Regions from separate parts of the Mus musculus genome. Here region 1 is linked to region 2. A link is a contact called in public Hi-C data. All regions are on one chromosome and are shown on one strand. Each heading gives the region's core, a stretch centred on a gene start, on an enhancer-like site or on the middle of the called end of the contact. The rest is flanking DNA. Distances are from core to core; before and after follow the strand shown.

Region 1 (4,478 bases), core at 1,575-4,074, 220 kb after region 2:
ATTTCCAGAAAGAACTCAGAGCAGCATACCCCCCAGTCCATTCTTTTCAAAAATATTTTTATTTTGTTCTAGAGAAATGGAACCTTTGCTGGGCAGGCTGGCCTTAGAGTCCTGGGGTCCTCCCACCTCCTCCTCCTGAGTTTGGGAAACTGCAGGCTTGTGGAACTAGGCCTGGCTTTTATCCACCCCAAGATGCCTGCAGGGACAGAGCCTGCTTTTTTTGGTTTGTGGTCCTTTCAAGATTCTGTGGTCAGGACGATGCTGCAATTCTTGCTGTGGAACTAGAATGGATTTTCTCCTTTTAGCAATCGTAACTAAGCCACTTCCCGTTGTGTTTACGGGCAGATGAACCGAGGACAGTAGATGAGGCAAAAATAAACGCAGGTGGCCTCCCTTTATACGTGGAATTTGCTGACTAAGTGCTTTTGTGGCTAAGCACTAACAGAGATTAAGACAGCGTCCTCATTAAAAGGAGACAACCACCTTTTAATCCCCAGATCTGGGGAGGTAGAGGCAGGCTGACCTCTGTGAGTCTGAGGACAGCTTGGTCTATGTAGTGAGACCTAGTCAAAAAGAAAAGAAAAAGAAAGCAAGCAAGCCAAGTGGCCATGGTAGTTCCTGCCTATCATGCGACCCAGAATGCTTGCCGCTCTTCCCGCTCTTCCCGAGGCCCAGGGTTTGGCTCCCAGCGTGCACATGGCTCCCGGGTGGGTGCCTACAGCTCCAGGTTCAGGTGAACTGGCACCCTCCTCTGGCCTCCTCAGCCACCTACATGCATATTTGCAAACGCACACATTCACGTACACATAAATAAAAGTTAAGTAAATGTAAAATACATATAATAAAACCCTAAGAGCTGGAGATGTAGCTTAGTGGTAAGGTGATTGCCTAGCAAACCCAAGGTCCTGGATCCAAATGCCCAGGATCAGAAAAGCCTAAAGACAGCCTGCCTTTTGTATCCAAAGAGAATATGCAGGCACCAGGCTAGTGCTGGCGAGTCAGGGGAATGCAGAGGCTAGGTTTCTGCTGGCCGGAGAATGGGCAGCCAGCAGACTGCCCGTCTCCCAGAGTGGAGAGTGGTAAGCAGATGAGAGCCGCTGAAGGCTTATGTTTGTAAACTCATTCTGTTTTCCTGCGCCCACAGGCTTTTGGCTTCAACCCTCAGGACAATTACGTCTCCAAGTCTGCAGTGGTGTTTGGGGGTTTCTACCTTTTCTTTTTCACAGAAAAGATCCTGAAGATGCTCTTGAAGCAGAAAAACGAGGTGAGGCCCAGTTGTTAATGATGACCTATCCAGTGGAAAACCCTAACCTCGAAAACAAAAGTGCTGACGTGGGTCGGTGGGGTGTAGCAGCGCGTGACGGCGCTTGCAGAGCAAGCCTGGCATTCTCTCTATAGAGGACAGTAAAGAGGTTTGGTTACAAGCATCCAGGAACAGCTCTGACTGGTGTAGCTCCTGTATAAGAGGCCTCCTGTCGCTGGCATGGGGTCACTGCCTGTTAGAGTTGAATGAAGTGGCCATCTTAAAAGAGCAACCTAAGAACTTAGAGTAGTGGTCACCTCACTGGATTGGGTGACAGCAGGAGACTTCTTTGCCTACTAGAAAGTCCCTGTCTTTGTATGTGTTGCCACCGGCTATACCAATTTCTCTACGTCCCTGTGTGTGACCTGCTCAGTTTCCTTGGATATAGGAATAAGCTCTTCCCCAGCCTTGGCGTGCTTCCTCCAAGTGGTGGGCGCCGGGCTGGGCTGGGCTGGGCTGGGCTGGGCTGGGCTGGGCTGGGCTGGGCTGGGCTGGGCTGGGCTGGCAGTTTTGATCAGTAACACTGCTCACTCTTCCTACCCTAGCACCATCACGGGCATAACCATTTTACCTCCGAGACACTTCCTTCCAAGAAGGACCAGGAGGAGGGTGTGACCGAGAAGCTACAGAACGGGGACCTGGATCACATGATCCCTCAGCACTGCAACAGCGAGCTGGATGGCAAGGCGCCTGGCACGGACGAGAAGGTCATTGTCAACTCCATGTCTGTGCAGGTCAGCAGCCCTGAGTGCCCCCGGGGAAGCCTCGACACAGAAGCCACGCCTTTGTGAGTCAGGCTCTCCGGAGGTCACTCTGTAACCTGAAGTCCACTGGTGTGTCCTTTCTCATAGGACCTGCAGGCATCCCAGAGTGCTTGCTACTGGCTCAAGGGGGTCCGCTACTCTGATATCGGGACCTTGGCCTGGATGATCACCCTGAGCGATGGGCTCCACAATTTCATCGATGGCCTGGCTATTGGTGCCTCCTTCACTGTGTCTGTCTTCCAAGGCATCAGCACGTCAGTGGCCATTCTCTGTGAGGAATTCCCTCATGAGCTGGGTGAGTGCTTAGTCCCTGTCCCCGTGTTCCAGCTGTCTCAGTTTTTGTCTGAGACACCGAGACACCCTTCTTGCATCACATCCCTGCTGCTCCTCCCACCTCCACCACAGCACTCACTGAATTAACGCCCTGTCTCGCTAACTCTGGAATTATAACAGTGGAGCATAGCTTAGAACTATAGAGGTTCTTACAGGGAGATTTTTATCCCATGAGCCCTGTGTCCTGTGGCTTAATTTTCCCACCTGTATAGCATGATTAATACCTACACCTGCCTTTTAGAATCATCAAGGGGATTATAGGCAAACAAATGTTGAAAAGGACTTGCCAGGTGCCACACAGTATTGTGGCTACTCAGTAAAGATCCCCTCTTTATGTCCTGCATCCTGTAGAAGCTAGAAAGCATGTCATGTGAATGAAGCAGAAAAGCCAGCGCCTAGGGGTGCGTGTAGTTTTATCAAGGGAGTCTAAGAAGCCATGACTCAGGACCCAGTGACAACACGGGCTCCTAACTTTGGCATTTATTGGCTTGAGCACTAATTTCTCCCTCTCTCAAGTCTGGTCCTGACCGTGCCATCCGTTAGGAGACAGGGAGCTATTTTCATTTCACCATCAGTCAAAAAAGAAGTGAGGATGTTGCTGGTTGGTTATAGACATTTAAAGTCCTGTGGATTATTTTCAGCCTCTGTGTGGGGAGCGATGAGGCCGGTGCTGGTTGCTTATGTTCTTCCAGAAGTCTATGAGGGCTTTGCAGCCTCTGTGCTGCGAGGTCATGGCCAGGATTGGAAGATGGGTGTGCCTTTATCCCAATACCACCTGAGAATGAGATTTTCACCCGCACATGCTTCACCCGTAGCTGAAGCAGTCCCATTCATTAGTGTCGTGCGTCCTGACTCAGCCCGCTTCCTGTTCTCATGCCATTGCAGGAGACTTCGTCATCCTGCTCAATGCTGGCATGAGCATCCAGCAGGCTCTCTTCTTCAACTTCCTCTCTGCCTGCTGCTGCTATTTGGGTCTGGCCTTTGGCATCCTGGCTGGCAGCCACTTCTCTGCAAACTGGATTTTTGCACTGGCTGGAGGAATGTTCTTGTATATTGCCCTAGCCGATATGGTAAGTGCTGTGGTTTCTGGTTGCCTCTTGGACAGGAGGGCAGCTAAAGGCCACACGTTCGGGTGTGTTTGGTTTTTAATTCTTTACATTGATATGTGTGTAGATGCGTGATAATTCTCATGGGAAACAACTTGTGGGACTTGGTTCTCTTTATGTCATGGGTTCCTAAGATGGGACTAGGCACCTAATGCTCTGTCACACGGAGCCATCTTGTCAGCCCAAGATTTTGTTTTTTGTATTGGCTTTATTGAAGTCTCTTTCACACTCAACCCAATTCACTGATTTTAAGAAGTAACAATTCAGGGTTAGAGAGATGGCTCAGCTGTTAAGAGCACTGGCTGCTCTTGAAGAGAACCCAGGTTTGATTCCTAGCTACAGTCCCAGGGGATCCTACTTCTTGTGTTCCACAAGGGCCCAAGCATCCATGTGGTACACAGACATACAGGCAGCTAAAGCACCTACATATAGCATACACGCATCGAATAAATTTTTTAAATCTAAAATGATATAATAATCTGACCTTTTCAATGCAGCATTCGGGGTTTTTGTTTGGGTTTGCATGAGACAAGAGTCTCACTCTGTAGCCCAGGCTGGTCTCAAAGTCATTGCAGCCCTGCCCCTACCCACCAGATGTTGGGCAGACAGGTGTAAACTACTATACCCAGAAGTCATTGGGTTTTAAAGGGAGAACTTTGGTCTCTCTATTAGCATTTCACTATAGAAAATTGACCATACTCAGGCTAGGGTCCTTATTTCAGTTTGATGGAAAAGGTGTGCTGTGTAGACAGAAAGAAAAGAGGGAGTGAGAAAGAAAAGGCATCACTTAGACTTTTGTCTACCACAAGTTAATGGTAACCTTATGGATGTCCTTTTAAGTTTTAATTAATAAGTTCATATATAAGTGCTGTATTTATATCATTTACCTCCCCCCAACTCCTGTGGCCCCCACCACCACCTTGCTCCCTCTCAAATGCACAGTCTTTTCTCTCTAATTATTATTGAGAGATA
Region 2 (4,522 bases), core at 1,773-4,272:
TTGCAATGGGCAACCTATCCCACTCTATGTCACATCCCTCTTCCTCAGGATTCAGGAGCTTCCATTTTATCTTAACTTATTTTGATGTAAATAATAGCAAATGGCTGCAGATATGCTTGCGTTCTTTAATGTTAATTCAAATCAACCAAACATTCAAACAAACACACAGGTTTACCCTACACATCTAATGTGCATTTGAGAAAGGCTGTGTGGTCCTTGAAGAATCCCAGTTTGGAAGGCTCTCAGTTAGTTACATCTAACTTGACTTCACCTTCACGAAGCCCTCAAACCCAAGTCCTCCCCGTCTCTGAGCACCCTAACCCTGACCCCACACCTCTCCCTCCAGGGGTATGCTCTCTGCGGGACTGGATTCAGAAGGGTGTGCCCTCTGTGGCATTGTGGGAAGAGGCAGGGTTCAGGCCTTACAAGTCACTCAGGATGTCCAGGGGACGGAAGATGTCTCTGGGCAGTGTCTGCAGGTTATTGTTGGCCAGAGAACTGCAAGAAAGAGCCTGGGATCACTTAAAGATCGTGACCAAATCCAGAGGTCACAGGGTCTCCAGTCCCATGTGGGTACAGGTGTCAGGTACTCACAGGTGTGTCAAGGACTTCAGTCCTCTGAAGGTAAACTTGGAGAGAGCCCAGATGTCATTGTTCTCTATGAAGCTGGAGAAAATAACAGCTTGACTTAGTTGCCACTCAGAGTCCCAAAACCATCCCCCCAGTGGTGATTTCCTTACATCTCAGGCCAGATGCACAGGAGCCAGTGACAGGCTTCCACATGTGCAATAATGTCACACCGTAGTAGTGATGGGGTATTAGGCAAGATGACAGGGGCATGAGAGAAATGACCCCCTTGCCCATCCTACAGTCAGGGCACTCAGGGCTTGTCCCTCCCACCCCACTCCCAGCCTTCCCCCTGCACTTTCCCTCCCATCCCACTAGGGACTGGGCCCCCTCCTTCCACCCTGCCCTTGACCCTTCCCTCCCACACACAGGTACTGCAGGTGCGACAGTCCTATGAAGGCATTGTCTCCAATCAGTGTGAACTTGTTAGAGTTGAGTAACCTGGGAAGACAAAGCAGGAATTAGACTTTGTGAGGGTGTGCCTGCTGCCCATGCCTACTGCCTCACCCGTGAGCTTCCTCAAGACCTGGCTGCCCTTCCCTCATCCCTCAGGACCCCTGGTCAGCAAGGCCGGGTGTGAACTTGTTTCCATGCCCCAAGATCCCTGTTAGCTCCTGAATATGGTGGGAGGCAACGTTATCCTGCCGAGCTGGCTCCTGGCCCACTTCCATGGCATCTCCTTGTCCAGTCTTCTCATCCTCACCTTAACTCACCCTAGCCCTGCACCGACAGCTGTCCACCATGCCTCCCGAACTCTGACCCCTGGGCTCACCTGTGTTTAGCACAACCCTCTCCTCTGAAGTGTCCAGGTTCTGGCACTGGGCCAGGCCATTTCAACCCAACTCCCTAGACCCCCTAGAGAAGTGGAGTCTAATGCTCTGTATATCCCCCTCTCTTGGCTTCTGTGTGCAGTTTCCCTGCTACCCGGACTCCTGACCTCATGTCACTCCACCTTCTGCTTCTATCGGGACATCTGCATTTTCAAACCCTCCCTCCACCTACTCTCACCCAGGTTCAGCATCTGTCAGGTTCTACCACGTTCCCCCCAACCCCCTCTTCCACAAAGCTATCCATACAAGAACTGCAACAACGGCAGATGGGAGAAGGCTCCATCCTGGATCTCTGAGAAGGCAGCATTCACCAGCGTCCTGCAGGGAACACAGGAGCCAAGACTGTGTAAGTGTCTGAAGGACCTGTACTGTGGACAGAGGTGGACAGGGCAGTGGCTTCTGTGTTCAGCAGCCCTAGCCCCCACCTGCAGCTACCCTTTCTTCCCCAAAACTCAATGTCCTCCATTCTTCTCCCCCTGCTGCCTCCAGAAGCGACAGTGGCCCGAGGCTCACCTTCCCTCTCAGCCAAGAGCAGGTTCCATTACCAGCATCAGCACCATTACCCAACACCCACAATGTCTTGGTGCTGCTGAGAGATGGGGCAGCAAGAAGGGGGACCTCACAGTCTCTCTAGCCCCACAGGCAAAGGGGTGGGAGTCATGGGCCAGTTGCTGCAAGTGAGGCTGGCCCAGCTGTGTGCACAATAGCAGACCCAGTGGCAGGAGTCTGGTCCATGCCAAGGTACCACGAGGGCAAGCATACTTGTCACCCCTCCCCCTGCTGCTATTAGTCCTGCTTTCTGTCCTTGGTGTGACCTCACAGGGTGGGGCCAGCATGCTCTTGTAGACACTCCCTCCAACCCACACACAGTAGGTCTCATTGCGCTGCTGATGGTGATGATTCATCCTTGGCCATGAATTCTGGTTTACCCAAGCTATGGCTGCTGTACAGATTGCAGCGCTCCCTGCAGACTGGGGCCTGGAGTCTCCAGTTCTGAGGATACCTGGGAGTGCTCCTGGTCCATATCCTCTCAAAAGAGGAGCAGGGTTTCTCTCTTCCAGAGCTTTCTGTGCCTTCTTTCCTTTCCCCACCCCCAAGGCTAGGTAGACACTCACAGGGAGATGACCTCTGAAGGCAGGTTCTTGGGCACCGACTTAGAGTCCACGCAGAAGGCGGTGTCCCTGGTGCAGGAGCAGCTGGGTGGGCAGGGGGGCGTCTTAGGAGGTCTCTTGGCACTGACTTGCAGCATTAGGCAAAAACCCAGCGTGGACAACACCAGTAGCCTGCGCCCAGGGCCCCGCCTGGCTCGTAGCCCGGCCATGACTCCTGCAGGGTCTCCCCCCACACCAGCCTGCCGGCGCCCCGCTGCTCCCTGCAGGCTGTTCTGCCCCTCTCGAGAGCTTCCACCTCCGGGCTGCCGCAACTCTGGTGCCACCCGCTCTCTAGGCGCCACCTATTCCTCCTGACCTCGGGCGCTGATTGCAGTCCTTTCAGCTCCGGAGCGCTGCGCGGAACTGGGACCGCAACTACTGGCTGCCGGGGCTGGTGGACGCGGACTGCGGCGCAGGCGGCGGGGGCGCGCGTGGGGGCGGAGCGGGGAGGCCCAGGCCCGGCGCCCGCGGGAGAGCAGCCAAAGGATGGAGTGGTTGCACCCGTCCGCAGCGTGCCCTACCAGGCCACCAGGCTCTGTGTCTGATCTCCAGAGTTGTGTGTGCAGAGAATGCATTTGTATAAGAATTGTGTCTATGCAGGGTGCACATGGATCTGTGGACCTACGGTGCACCTGTGTGTGTGTCTTGGTTGTGAGGGGGCGTAGAACTAAGGGGTATGTCGCAAGTGACTCATGTACATCCAGGTTGGCATGAGAGATTGGGAGCTTGGGGGTGCGAGCTTGTTTGCATCAGCTGAGGAACACAGCGTGCTTTTGTGCCTGTGAGCTGAAAAGGGAAAGGGTAACCGCCGGAGTGGGAAGTGTGGACCGTTTCACACTGCACGGCCACAGTTGGAGTTGGAAGAGCCTTGGGGGTGCTCCAGCTCAGGTCTTTGTTTCATCAATAAGGAAACTGAGGCTACAAGAAAGCAAAAAGCTGCCAAACTCCCTATCTCTACTGTGTACTTGGCACGGTTAATTGGCTGGCCCTTTGGAGGGAAGGGACATTAATTTCCATCTACAGATAAGGAAAGTGTAGCCCTAGGCCCAGAAGCTCAACTTCAAGTTCACAGCAATCTTTCTACACCAGTGCTCTTCAAAGGGTAACTCTAGAGTCCAAAGCTCCTTGAGAGCCTTCCACGGAGTCCCCGAGGTCAACATACTTTACCTAAGAAGGACATTATTTGTCTATTGCACTTCCATGTTGCCACAAAAAGTACTCTGGAATTTTCCAGAGCTACATGGAGAGTGTTTGATGAAATCTCAGACTAAAGAGATTTGAAAAAAAAAAAGAATTATAACAGCAACATTTCTTCCTACAGCTATTTTTGTTTAAAAAGGCAAAGGCGTGTGGGTTGGCAAGATGGCACAGCAGGTTGCCCCCCCTCCCCCCCGAGCCTGAGGACCTGAGTTCAGCCCCTAGGACCCAAATAGCGGAAGGAGAGAACTAAGTGGCAGAAGTTATTCTCTGATCTCCACATGCATGCTGAGGCACCACCATACCTAAGCAAACAAACAAAAAACAAACAAACAAATCAATAATTAAATAAATAAATGGATGCAGTGGTTTTTGTTAAAGATATAGAAGTCTGGGAATATAGTTTAGGGGTAGTGCACACAAGGACCTGGGTTTGAGTTACAAAGTAGCAACGAATGTCATTTTACGGTTGGGGGTCAGCACCTCACAGGGAACTGTATTAAAGGCTCACAGCATTAGGAAGGGTGAGAACCACTGTTCTAGAGTGCCTGAATACAGGCACACACCACCATCACTGGCTGACTCACATGCCTTCTTTTGTGTTTGAGACAAGGTCTCAAGTATTCCAGGCTAGCCCTAAACTTACATAGCTGAGGATAACCTTGAACTTCCATCCCTTGGACCTGCCACGTGCTGGGATTACAACCATTTATCTAC

Evidence for each region. Hi-C and Micro-C count contacts between places; a contact is called where the count stands out from the background.
Region 1: a Hi-C map of embryonic fibroblasts shows a contact between it and region 2, with 4 times the contacts expected there. The contact joins the enhancer-like site here to the promoter of Lgi3 in region 2. A contact is called at or near these places in 1 of 39 promoter capture datasets (neural stem cells), 10 of 484 Hi-C or Micro-C datasets (the HL-1 cell line, the N1E-115 cell line, cerebral cortex and 5 more), 2 of 115 datasets of contacts at active chromatin or transcription factors (embryonic stem cells and pancreatic cancer cells) and 1 of 9 other capture datasets (pancreatic islet).

The regions. Positions count from the first base shown.
Region 1 is chr14:70,307,642-70,312,119 of GRCm38.p6, reverse strand. It overlaps Slc39a14 (solute carrier family 39 (zinc transporter), member 14), which reads left to right. Exons shown (of 10, transcript NM_144808.4): 6 at 1,145-1,264; 7 at 1,849-2,037; 8 at 2,155-2,362; 9 at 3,286-3,470. Among named protein-coding and RNA genes, the nearest start is that of Ppp3cc, 20 kb to the right of the region's middle. Within about 2 kb of position 2,824, at least 61 of the 459 cell types and tissues checked have an H3K27ac peak or open chromatin away from gene starts, as enhancers often do. A contact at or near this core is called in the HL-1 cell line, the N1E-115 cell line, embryonic fibroblasts and 2 more, where this site is marked.
Region 2 is chr14:70,529,321-70,533,842 of GRCm38.p6, reverse strand. It overlaps Lgi3 (leucine-rich repeat LGI family, member 3), which reads right to left and starts at 3,022. Exons shown (of 8, transcript NM_145219.4): 1 at 2,573-3,022; 2 at 1,704-1,775; 3 at 997-1,068; 4 at 595-666; 5 at 427-498. The coding sequence starts at 2,778.